Regions from separate parts of the Mus musculus genome. Here region 1 is linked to region 2. A link is a contact called in public Hi-C data. All regions are on one chromosome and are shown on one strand. Each heading gives the region's core, a stretch centred on a gene start, on an enhancer-like site or on the middle of the called end of the contact. The rest is flanking DNA. Distances are from core to core; before and after follow the strand shown.

Region 1 (6,038 bases), core at 2,810-5,309, 39 kb after region 2:
ATGACCCTTGGGAAAATAAAATAAGTAAGTCCAGCTTTTGAAAGTTTTGGCAATAACTGATTTAAATATATTTTAGAGTAAAGAAGACACTGAAACTGAAAACCAGAAACAACTAAGTAACTCACCTGTAAGCCCAGCCCTCAGGAGGCCAGCCAGTGAGTTCCAGGCCAGCCAGGGCTTCCCAATGAATCCCTACCTCAAAGCAAAGCAAAACCAAGACCCCAAACAAACTGCAAAATGAGAGCCCATTACCAAGTCCTCTTCTGAGCTGGGAAGCTACCAACCACTGAGCCAGCATGTTAGGCATTCATTCCTTCAGGCTCCCTACCCACCCAGCTCCAGCAGAATGCTAGCACATGTGGGGAGTTCTTACTCTCCTGCTTTCCAGTCCCACACAGGCTGCCAAACACATCAAACACCAACTAGTGAGCCAGCCAAAACCTGTACCTGTACACACTGGGGTTTTGTTGTTGTTTGTGTATGTGTATGAATGGCACAGCATACCTGAGGGCAGAGGACAACCTGCAGGAGTCAGTTCTTTCCTTCTACCATGTAGGTTCTAGGGACTCAAACTCCCGTCATTAGATTTGGGTTATCTTGCCAGCCTTGTCTTCGACGTGGTCTGTGTGTCCCAGGCTGGCCTCAAACTCACAATCCCCCTGCCTCGGCTCTTCTGCACTGGACTGGCAAATGCTTGCCATGATGTTCCCATTTCCTGTCATTTGTTTATATGTTTTGGGGGGTGGGAGGGGGGCACATTTTAAAACAGCATCTCTTAGACCAAAACCTCCAGTTGTTATTGAAATCACAACATACATGTACCACCCCAGTCCTGCCTACCCCAGAAAGTCCCAGGCTAAAGACTGCCCTTCATAGGAGGATCTCCCCAAGGAAAGCAGTGACTGTCTTCTTAGAGATTCAGGAAAACACTGCTTCCCCACTGTCCAATAATCCGGTCATCGTAAGACCTTGGTGAGTCTGTGTGCAGTGATCACAGTAGACAAGCGTTCCCTGCAGAATTCTAGGAGCAAGTCTCTGAAGAGGACAACACAGACCACCTCCATTGGCAGTCCACATCTGAGCAAGCTTTGCCTCCTCTGAACCCAGCCCTCTCCAAGTCCCCCATGATGTACAGTCTATTAAAGAACCCCAGAGGGGAAATCAACCTAGCTCAAGTACGTGTGTGTGTGTGTGTGTGTGTGTGTGTGTGTGTGTGTATGTATGTGTGTGTGTGTGTGTGTGTGTGTGTGCGCGCGCTCATGCACTCTCCAGCCTATTTTAATGCAAAAGCATGATTCTTTTAGATCTAAGGCCACCAACAGGAAAAGATGAAGGGCTACAGCTGATGGAGGAGTGTGGAGCTACTCTTGGGAGACTCCAACTTCTGTATAAAGTCACAGGAGTGAAGAATGTATCCAGGCAGTCAGACAGTGCTGCCGGGGGTGGGGGGCTGGGGACTTTTAATGTTTATGAAATAAATAAAACAGGAGAAAGACTGGGGGGGTAGGATGGAGTTAATTAGTAATGGAAAGTGTTAGCCCTCAGCATTCCTACTTCTGATAACTGTCAGCAGGCAGAGGGGTTCACATTCTAAACCCAGGCCTACTTCACTCAAAGCCAACTTCCATTCTTCAAGGTCTATGCCTCCCTAACTGTTTTAGAGACCGGCAGGGACTGCAAAGGTATCAGCAATCAGAATTAACAAGAAATGCAAAGTCCTGCTATGAAATATAACACTTTCCATTTTTCCTCTCCCCCTAAAAAATCCTATGTATGTCAAATATTGGCACACAAACAAAAAGTACTTGTTAATTAACTTTACAAAAAAAAAAAATCCACCACTCTCACAATGAAATCGACACAGTCTAGACATTAACCAACATAAAGTACTTGCCAAGTGAACGGCAAGCATTAAGCAGTGCCAAATTTCTCTCCTAATTTTAGTATCTCCACCAATTATCTCTACTTCCAACATTACTGTTTTATTATAGCTTCAAGATGAAACAACAAATCAAGTAGCATTGGGCTTAAAAGCATTGAGAGAGAGCAGTTAACTAACATTCAGGGATATTAGCAGCCCAAGCAAGTCCTGAAAACTCTGAGGGTGCGTGCTCCTCAGAGGGTGACACAACAGTTGTGCCTTTACACATCCCTCAACTCCAGCTGCTCCAGAGAACACACCAAGCAATGAGCTTTTTAGAAGGACTGAGATTTCTGGTAATTTCTACAGCTTCCACGAAGCTGAACCGCTCCTTCTGTGGACTGGAACATATCAACCATTTGTACAGCACATTCACAGCCAAGACAACATAAATGCATTAAATTTATCATCTGTAGTCCTTCAAGCATACTATTTTTAAATAGTACGAAATATTACTTAAAAGTTTCGCGCTATTACAAGCATGAAATAAATACAAAACGTTGTGTTGGTCTAGGTTTCCCGATACAAACACAAAACCCCCACCCCCGCGTTACCCTCCCCCACATGGTTCCCCAATAGCTTTCGTTCGAGTTTAGTGTGGATTTACCAGCTCCAACCTCCATTCTACTCTCCAGTGGGTTTTAAGGGCCTAGGGCAGGCTATTTACAACACAGCATTTAAAATAACAAGGCATTTTATTGTAAACGTGTTCCCCGCCCATCATTGAAAGTCCCTCCCACCACTGAAAGTCCCTCCCACCAAGGCCGTGATTTCTCGAAGGAAAGAAATAACCCACAGCTCCAATTTACATTTATACTATTCCAACTAGATGGCGAAGCTGAAAAACTCTCAGTTCAAAACTTCGGATTCTGTAATTCTGTATAGCAGCCTCTGTTGGTACCATATGAAGCTGACATTTTGAAGTGTGGTAAAAGTTAAGCAATTTCAAAGGAACCATGGTGAATTCGTTCAACAGCGTTTTCTATACCTGGATAACCAAAATTTTACGAGAGGCTGAATACTGTAATGTATTGTTAACTATAGTTAAGTTAAAAACAGGCTTTCTAAGCAGCGTCTGCATTCCTATGCTGGAAGATTTTTTTTTTTTTGTTAGCGCCTTATTACAACAGTTGCTAAAAGGGGAGAAAAGAAAAATCACAAAAAGTAGCCTTGTCTCCAGATTTAGCACTCAAAACTGGTGAGCATCATTTACTGACCTAACCTGGGGTTAAACTAAAAATATGGAGCAAGACTTGGTACAAATTCCCTAATAAGCGGCTACATTACGGGCAAGCAGGGGAAATTTAAAGGCGTGAAAAGTCCTCGCTCAAACTTTTTTGTCAACAAAATCTGCACGTCCAGTTCTCTCCCGCTCACACTCACAGGCATAAGTTTTCACCCGGCCGCCTCCTGCACGCCGCTGGTGGCCGAAGTCGCCCGGGCGAGACCCGGGCCACGCAGGCGAGGCTCGTGCGTGACCAGCGCTACGGACTCAGGCCGTGGAGTCGCGGCGGAGGCCGGCCCGGGAGAAGTCGGCTCAAAAGAGACGTTACGCAACCGCCCCGCACCGACCGCCGGACGGCGCAGCCGGGGACGGGACACCGGACACCGGGCGGGCACCGCGCCGCCGAGGGCCAGAGGTGCAGCGCGCAAGGCCGCGAGCGCGCGTGGTGGACGGCGCGGCGCACGGAGGCCCAGGCTGGGCGGGGTCGGCGCCGCGGGACGCGGGGTCTGGGCCTCCGGACGCCGCCGCGCGAGCACAACAAAGCCGCCCCGCCGCCGCCACCCGCTGCTCCGCACCCGCCCGGGACCCAGCGGACGGGTTGTCCCTGTCCCGCAGGGCAGCTCGCCCGTGGGACCGGGCGGAGCCCTGTCCCGACAAACTTCCCGGCCGCGGCCCCTCACCTCCGGGAGCGCTCTACACCCTCGGCGGCGTCCTGGCCCGCGGCTCCGGGACCTCGCGCGCCGGGAGACCGGGCGCCGGTGGCGGCAGTGGTTGCTGACCCCGGAGGGTCGGGGGAGCCCGGGGAAGCGGCGGCGGCGCTGGCGGCGGCGGCTCCATCTTCCCGGGGCGCTCACGCCGCGGTTCCGAAGCGCAGACCCGAGCGGGACATTCGCTACATTGTTGGCATTCCACGGGCGTCACGTGACCCCTCCTCCCGCGTCACTCCCGGCCGCATACCAGCCCGGGCGGGGCGCCCGCGGCCTTGCTACCCGCCGCCCGCTCCGCCCCACGGGCCGCTTCCTGCGCCGCCTGGCTGGGCGGCCACCTGCCCTGCGCTGGGCTCGCGTCGGAAGCCCCCAGCCCGGGAGCGCCGGTTTCCCTAAACGCCTCGTACCAGTGGGTGAGAAAAGTAAGTTCACAGGCCCCGGTGCCAGCCACGGAAAGTGCAGCCGGCTGCTGAGACCCGGGCATCAAATAATAAACCGGGACGCCTGACAGCCTGGGCTTAACCGGACGCAGGCTAACCAGCTCCCTCCCTGGGCACGTTTTAGGAAAGTGCCTTATGGTTTTATAAAACACATCAGTATTGCACGAACCAGCCGAGGAGACTGGCGTTTACACTTCGGCCACTCCTTTATCCTCCATTTGGGGATTTGGTCCAGGGACAGACGCTGAGAAATAACAGCGTGGAAGCAAAGTCTTTCGTTTACTATTGGCTGTCTAACGTCACACTCCCCACCAACTTACGATCTGTGGTAAGTGATGGTGGGGACTAATAGTCTTAAAAGTCAACCAGACTTCCTCTTTAATTAGCAAACGTGACATTTGAAGTTTCAATTCCGGAAGAAATTCACAAGAGTGAAGATCATTTGTACCAGTTTTTATTTTTGTCCTCGGGAAGGAAGTCGAGCCCCCTCTCCTGTGCCAAATTCAGGCTGTCTTGTCAGAAGAACCCTTGTCAGGACTGTTTTAACTGCCTCAACAGACTTTAGTCCTGGACTGCCCCTCACCACCACCACCCCCACCCCCACCCCCACCCCCACCTCTCTAATTCCCTTAAGGCTTCTTCCAGAGATTCTCATTTCTTTGTCCTTTGAACTTTAATAATTAAGCCTCTTGCAGATTAGCCTCATTTTCTTTAGTCAGCCTGACCCTGTGTGCTACACTGACATCTTGCACCGTGATGAGAAACCAATGCATCAAGTAATATTCTGTAAAAGAGGAGTCTAGCACTCACCTGGGAACTTCCTCCCCCATCTCCCCAAGCGCACTGGCAACCTTCACTGTGTGTTAAAAGTTCCTATCTCTTGCTCTAAGAAATGTTAGGGAAGCCGGTTAGTGATGCACACCTATAATCCCAGCTCTCAGGAAAGCAGGTGATCTCTGAGTTCAAGGTCAATCTGGTTACAGAGAGAATTCCGGGACAACCATGGCTACACAGAGAAACCCGGTAGAGGGGGAAAGTAGGGGTGCAGAGGGAGGGAGGGATGGAGGAAGGGAGAGAGAGACAGAGAGACAGAGACACCAGTGCCAAGGGATCCAATGCCTTGTTCTGTGGGTAAATGCACACACACATGTGCATATGCTTAGCACAGACACACACATAAATAAAAATAAATCTTTTTTTTAAAAGAACAAAAATAACTTTCTTTTTGTCAAACAGTGGTGGCGCATGTCTTTAATCCCAGTACTGAGGAGGCAGAGGCTGGCTGACCTCAGAGTTCGAGGCCAGCCTGGTCTACTGAGTTAATTCTAGGACAGCCAGGGCTACACAGAGAAACCCTGTCCAAAAACAACGAAACAAACAAATAAGCAAGAACTCTTTGCAACAGCACTATTTATAATAGTGAAAAGCCAAGGACAGCTGGACAGCAGGAGCAGAGAGAGAGAAGCTAAGTAAAGAGGCCGGCTTTATTTCTGCCAAAGGACAAATGATTACAGACAGAATTCAGAACCAATGTGGGGTGAACAAAAGCAAACTGCAGAACTGTACATATGTCATGACACCATCTCCATAAATAAACACAGGCTTTGGACTCTGTACTCACCTCTCTTACATACCACAACCATGATAGCCATAGCCCATTTACAACCATGATAGCCATAGCCCATTTACAACCATGATAGCCATAGCCCATTTAGAAGGAATGGAAATTGGACAGAGGAGGGAAC
Region 2 (6,901 bases), core at 1,397-3,896:
CGCAACCATCTACCATTAAATGATGTTCTGTTCCTGGCTGTTTGACAACTGAGACAGGACACACCAGAAAGTCACGGCCAGACCTGGGAGTGGACAGACTGCAGGTCAAAGGAAGCAAGATGAACTGACGGAGGTCTGGGAACCACTACAAAGAGGAGGGGCTGGAGTGAGAGCTGAAGAAGCAGGCTGGGAAACAGTGGCGGGACCAAGGTTCACCACCTGGGATTCCCGGGTAGGAAAGCAGCAGAGCTCAGACATGAAGCATTCCCCACCTCACCTGCAGCCTGGTGATGACACCTCACCTTCCCTACTTCATGGCCAAGCTATGCGATGAGGTCATGTCTACACACTCTCAAGACTGCATCTCAGCTCACCACTTGGAGCCTTTTGTTCCCATTAAAAATGTGCCAAGTGGAGCTGCCCCTAACCACAGGCCGTTTGGCACTAACAGTCCAGCTGCTTAGTGTGAACTGGCTGTCTCTTTAGGTTAAGTTACCTGCCTAAGCTCCTTCCATTCAGGCCCTGCCAGCAGCCAGGGAAGCAAAAGCACCAAGAAGAGCTTGCCACCTGTGTATGAAGCCAAATTCCCCACTGACTTCAAGATCCGTGAGCTTCCTGCGCTTCCGATCTAGGGACTGAGACAGGTGGAGTCTATGAAACCTGGGACGAAGACTTGGAAGAGCAGGCATGTTTTAAATCATAAGACCAAGTGACATTCATGAACCAGCATGTTCATAAATAAAACCTTCAGTTCTGCCCTTTGCATATGTGTCCATCGCTGATGGGTAGCAAATCTGTAGTCTCTAAACACTAACTCATGTACACTCCTGCACAAATCCAAATACTTACTGGCGTTTGCTTTGGTGGAGCTCAGGGTGGGACCCAGGCCCTCCCTCACACACTCTGGCAATGCTCTACTACTAATTTCCGCCCCCAACCTCCTTCGGCTCTTTAGTTAAGAGCTAAAGGAAGTCTAGAATCTGTTTCTAAGTCTACCAGGAGCACAGGTCTAAGTGTCAAGGACAATACATGTAGAGTCACAATGGGACATGGCGAGAAGTCTCCTGAGACCCGAGTGTGGCAGAGCCCAGCACAGTAACCTGACCTCTCCCCTTCCTTTCTCAGAACATTGCACCAGTGGGAGTCAGTGCATGAGTGTGCACACTCTACTGCTGCCTAGCATCTATCTGTGCATCTTTCTCAAACCTTCTACCAGGTCTGAGCATATCTGCTCATCTGAGGAATGAGCTACCTAGGGCTGCTCTGGGATTGAGTGGGCCACTGGTGTCCCTGTGTCCCAGGACCATTTCAACATCAGCTGCTGTCCTTCTCAGAAGCATCTTATATGTCTCTGGTAGAAAATATAAAGATGACAGTTAAATAATTTATGTGCATTTGTTATCAAATACCTCTAATACTTCATATTTTATCCTTTTAACCATAGCTACATAAACAATGTGTTGCGCTCCCCTCACCAGGCCTTAATACCTATCTCTGGTTTTCTCTGGGGTACCTCAAGCCCAGGCTAGGCTTGTAGAGATGGCAAACCCTTCTCCCTGGATCCATGTGTGGATGTTAAAGTGTGTACAGAGAATTTTCACCAAAGCTTCTCCTATCCGCATGAAGACTGCCTGAACACTGCTCCCCTATAGAGTTGGCTCCTACTGATATTAGCTAAACCTGCCCCTTATAATCTGTACCAATAACCTCTCTGTTCAACTGTACACAATAGACACTCTGCAGCTTCTCCATCTGAGAGTCCAGATCTGCCCATGTCAGCTTTTCTGTTTCGCTGTGTCTGGCTGGGTGTCATTTCTTCATTCCCTTGTCCTGCAGGTCCAGCCCCTGATTGCTGTGTACTGGGTGTTGGGCAGCAGGCTCAGGTGCCCTCTGGATGCTCCAGCAAGACCTCACGGCTAGCTTGTGCCTGAGAGAATCTTCTCTGCTACAGCTGCATCACCATTCTGCCTGTCAGTCTGCCTACCCACAGGACAGGAACCAACCCACCAGAGGCTCCCGCCACGCTGGAAGCGCCAGTGACAGTACTCTTCTTTTGTGGCTCACTTCCCACACTTTCTCTGTGCACACAAGTAAGGGCTGTGGGAGTGAATCTCTTCTTCCAGGTTCACCTAGCTCAGAGCCATGCAGGGACTGGGCTGACAGTTGCTATAAAGTGTAATGGTTTTACTAGCATCCCTTGTGACTGTGAGTTATTTAAATTCAGTGACAATTTATTATGTATGAAGGAAAGAATTTCCTATGCAGATCCTCTCCCACCCATCCGGGTGAGGAAGCATTTTTCAAACATTAGCAAAGCCATAGCCCATGCTTTAACGTTCCAGCCCTGAGGTTTGGCTGAAAACCTAGGGATGGGAGTGCTCTGGCCTTGCTAGGTCTTCCCGTGACCGCATCAGTCTATGGCTGCTGGTCGGAGTCTCTCACACAACTTGTGATTTCAGTCCAAGGAGGGGAGCGACTGGCTGAAGGGGCTGGGTCTGCAGGCCATAGTGAATGTTGTCTCAAAGCCTAAAGGATTTCATTTCATGGAGAGAACAAAGAGAAGCATGTGGCTCCCCAGGCCGGGGCGGAGGGGAGGGTGCCAGAGAGGCTTAAGCAGCGGCCAAGGTCTCCCGCTCCACCCGCTGTCCTCCTCAGGCTGACTGCTGCCTTTCTCGAAGTTGCTTCCAGGAACCTTCTGGAAGCACAGAGGAACAGTGTTTCAGGGCCTCCCACTGACAATTGTCAGCTCTAAACAGAAATACGGCCCCAGGGGACTGTGAAACTCAGGATATCCACCCATCTTCCCAGCCTTTGTGCTTTATAGAGAGAGCCTGGAGCTCAGCATGGCCCTGAGAACGTGTTCCAGCAAAGCCAGAAGCCTAGGAACAGACGCAGCCTTGGTGTATGAGACAGAAAGGGAGCTGCTACTCCACCCACCCCTGTGCGCCAGATAGGAGCAATTCAGTCCAGAGATCAGCCTTCGAGCCTGCCTCGGGGCTCTATGCTGAACATTGCTGAGGAAAATATATTTTCAAAGGTAACTTAGTGGGGATTGAGGAAGAAATCTGTTTTAAAACTAGACCAACAGGAAAAATTGGCAACCCTGCCGATGACCAAACACTAATAAAAACGGCACCTTCCAGCTTGTCAGCACCAATAAAGTTATTAATAACAAACAAACAAAATCACAAAACAAAAAACACTTTCAAGCAAATATTTTTAAGAATAGTTATGAGCTGGAGAGCTGACTAGGTATGTAAGAGCACTTGTAGCTCTTGTAGAGGACCGGGTTAGCTTCCTGGCATCCCCACAGTGGCCAGCAACCATCAGAGACCCCAGTTCTAGGGAGATCTGCTACTCTCTCTCCTGACACCAGGGACTATGTGGTGTACAGACATACATGTACACACATAAAATAAAGCTGCAAAAAAAAAAAAAAAAAAGAAGAAGAATGAAAAGTTATGCCAGTAGGATGTCTCAATAGGAGAAGGGTATGCCACCAAGACTGACCATCTGAACTGTGCCAAGAACCCACACAGTGGAAGGAGAGCCAGCTCAGGCAGGCTGTTTCCACACAGGAACTTGCTACCCTAACACATACACTAAGTAACTTAAAAAATATTAAAATTTTTCTTCTTGGAATTTACTTTCAGGCCACTTTAACTGAGCCATAGTTAAAAGGCCCATCTCATAATGCCACCCGTCACAGTCTATCTGCGCCTCAAAGAGGAGCAGCGGGCAGAGTTAGAAACAGCCTGAGTTTCTAGAGGTGGAGAAGACTAATTATTCATGGACTCTCAGGGTGTACACAGCACAGGCATGGAGAAGCTCCCACAATCACAATTCTATCATCAGACACTTGCAGAAGGTCAATGTGAACAGGGTGGGAACACTCACTGTCTCCTGGCGCCAACCCAGTAGGCTTTCGAGCAGAGCTTAAGTGGAAAGAGTAAAAGAAGTCAGCTGAATCGGTTTCAGTTTGAAGTCATTAATTTTTTGTTGAAGATAAGAACATTAGCGTGCATCAAATCTTGCTATAATAAAAACAGCCTGTGCTATTTTTATCTCCTACTTATGGATGATCCCAAATTCTCCAGATTAACAGTGAACTGGATGAGCTCCTTTCAACTCTATAAGCCTCCAGAGATGTTTGACAGAATAAAGAAAAACTCCGTCACCAGGGGCAGATACAAGAGCCTCAGGCTTTACCTGATGGAAAACTTGCCCACAACCCCTAGTAGTTTCTACACAGCTACACGCATACTCCAGGAGTTGTGGGTCTATATTTCTATTCTTCTGTCCCTGGCTATGTTAGTGACCAAACATGCGTGCCCGCACTCCCTGTCCCCCGCCCCTACTCTGTCTGCACAAGCCGAGGGCCTTCTATTTGCTCCAAACAATAGACTGGCATGAAGCCTATTCATTGCCAGTGCGATGTCAGTTCTGGGCTTCACCCTCACAAAGCCTGGCTGTTTCCGTTTCCTCTCCTTGGGTCCATATAGCTAAGCACCCAGTTGACCCCGCCAGCATGCTGCAGTGACCTATGAGTGGAGCTACTGTCTGCGCCCAGCCTCAGCAGAGCAGCCTGGACGGAGCTCCACCCCAACATTCAGCAGATGCCACAGAGAGCAGAGCTGTTTGGCGGGGCCTAGCCAAACTAGAGTCATAAGCAAGGACGAATCACTGCTGCTTTTAAGCCACAGGATAGTTTATTCCATGGTGCCAATAACTGATAACCACTGCTTTCTCTGTGTGTAATCTGGAAAACACAGCCACTTGCTGACCTTGAATTTTGAATGATTTTATCACCTAAGTTTTCACCTGGATAAACTCAAATTTTGCTCTTCAGAAAAATATTTTCATCTGCCAGGTACAGTGGCTCATTCCTTTAATCCCAGCACTCTGGAGGCAGAGGCAGGCAGATCTCTGTGAGGCAGAGGCCAGCCTGATCTCCATAGTGAGTTTCAGGACAGCCAGAGCTTTCTACCACCCCACCTGTAAACAGCGCTCAGGGATTAGCAATCTGTGTCTTTACGAGCTCTAGAGTATTAACTGGGCTAATCTTTACTTCAGAGTCATTATATTTTTAAAAGGTATGTCAAACTCTATTATTAATATCCAATCTTCGTGAAAAAATGCACTTCAGTCTTTATGAAGTAAAAACCAACTCAGGTGAGAAGGGAGAGTCGGGCTTTAACAGTACCCAGCAGTCACAGTTGCAGCATTTTCTAAAGCATCATTGCCATGGTCTAAGCAAGTGGAACTCTTAGGGGTGGGGGTGTGTGAGCATGTGTGTGTGTGTGTGTGTGTGTGTGTGTGTGTGTGTGCCTGTGTGTGTGCAACCAGTTCTCCGTCACAGCTGCAAGCAGGAAGTCCTCAGCTCTAACAGCTCCAGGTGACACCAACTCACCTGAGAAGACACAGAAGTCTCACCCACTGGGATCTACCTCCTTTCTTATCTGTCTAACCAGATATCCCTCCTTCAAGGCCTCAGATATTCTATAAACTAATGTGTGTGACTCACCAAAACAAGCCCTCTACCCCAAGAAAAAGCCCCAAAGGAAACATACGAAATCTACAGAGTGAGTGATCATGTACCTTACTTTCAGTGGAAGTAACTCTTTTTTTTTTTTTAAGGGGGGGGGGGGCAGAATCTTCATTCAGGCACAGAGACCAGCAGGAAGCCTTTTGCAGCCAGCACTGGAGAGCTGGAGAGGTGCATCCCAGGCACAGGGAACACAGATCTATAGAAAAGGAGAGCACAGGAAAGTTCTAGAAACCACCTGCCAAGTACTCAGACACCAGGCTTTCCTACCAGAGAAAACCTAACAACAAATTAGGGAGAGAGCACCAGAGGCAGAGCCCAGCCTGTGGGTGGGGTTGGGCCAGGCAGGAGGCAGGGGGTGGGTGGATCTGCAAGCTTCATCCTAAGAGATGTTAAGGGACTGACTGACAGAGCACCGGGAAGGACACACCCTGACCCATGGTGGGTTCTCAAGAGCAGAGAGGCAGGCAGAGCCTACTCCTAGCAGAGACAGGTAAATAAATGGCTTTTTAAATAATGAGCCTGGGGCAGTGAGATGGCTCTGCGGGCAGATATGCTAGTGCAAAGACCTGACGACCAGAGTCTAATCCCCACAAGGCATCAAGAGAGACCAACTCCTAAGAGTTGTCCTGACCTGTGCATGTGCACTGTGACATGCTATGCACTGTGACATGAGCCCAAACTGATGCGTATAAACACAGAATATGAAAGCATTGAAGTTAAAGGGGCCTAAGAGTGATGGATTGTGATGGATGCATGTGAACCAGGATGAAGAGAACCTCTTACAAAATAACGATCATCACGTGTAGGTCCGCCTACACATTTCCTCACGGCAACAGCCACCACTATTTGAATCAGGGCCTCTAGTTTTTCATCCAAAGTACACTGAGGACTTTCATATGTGGAGAAAGAACATAAGCTCAGGGACAGGGATTCCTGGGTGGGGAGACGAGATGAGACTGTCCTGAGAGTTCTGTATTAGCTCTATGTTCAGGAAATAAGGCTTAGTAAATAAAGGCACCATTAGCACCCCTCCACTGCACACACAAGTAGTCTCTGCTGCTGTTGGAACTCTAGTCCCTTCTCACCCGTCCCCTGTCCTGACCCATCCCCTTAAAAGCCATCCAGCACCCATGCCATACCCTACACTATGTGTAATTCCCCTTAGTTGCCACTCCTTGTCCACCTGAGTATGGCTAACACCTTTGTGACTACGAGGTAAATCCCCTTGGAATGTACAAATAGACACCAAACTTCCTGTAATCCAAAGGCTAAGAATGCTCAGATGGCATCTAAGGTCAATGGCTGAGATCTTCCTGCTCTGCCCACCTAATGTTTCCTTGGTTTGTGACTTTA

The links. Hi-C and Micro-C count contacts between places; a contact is called where the count stands out from the background.
Region 1: a contact with region 2 is called in a Hi-C map of cortical glia, with 1.7 times the contacts expected there. The contact joins the promoter of Lats2 here to the enhancer-like site in region 2. A contact is called at or near these places in 19 of 39 promoter capture datasets (the 3T3-L1 cell line, 3T3-L1-derived adipocytes, the C10 cell line and 11 more), 46 of 484 Hi-C or Micro-C datasets (the AML12 cell line, DN2 thymocytes, the G1E-ER4 cell line and 32 more), 11 of 115 datasets of contacts at active chromatin or transcription factors (the HPC-7 cell line, cardiomyocytes, craniofacial prominence and 7 more) and 5 of 9 other capture datasets (adipose tissue, embryonic stem cells, liver and 2 more).

Annotation. Positions count from the first base shown.
Region 1 is chr14:57,742,064-57,748,101 of GRCm38.p6, forward strand. It overlaps Lats2 (large tumor suppressor 2), which reads right to left and starts at 4,060. Exons shown (of 8, transcript NM_015771.2): 1 at 3,827-4,060. Gm52140 reads left to right here. Exons shown (of 3, transcript XM_030248241.1): 2 at 3,232-4,275. The coding sequence ends at 4,249.
Region 2 is chr14:57,704,900-57,711,800 of GRCm38.p6, forward strand. All of the region lies in intron 2 of Lats2 (large tumor suppressor 2), which reads right to left. Among named protein-coding and RNA genes, the nearest start is that of Gm26440, 11 kb to the left of the region's middle. Within about 2 kb of position 2,647, at least 114 of the 459 cell types and tissues checked have an H3K27ac peak or open chromatin away from gene starts, as enhancers often do. A contact at or near this core is called in adipose tissue, adipose-derived mesenchymal stem cells, cerebral cortex and 15 more, where this site is marked.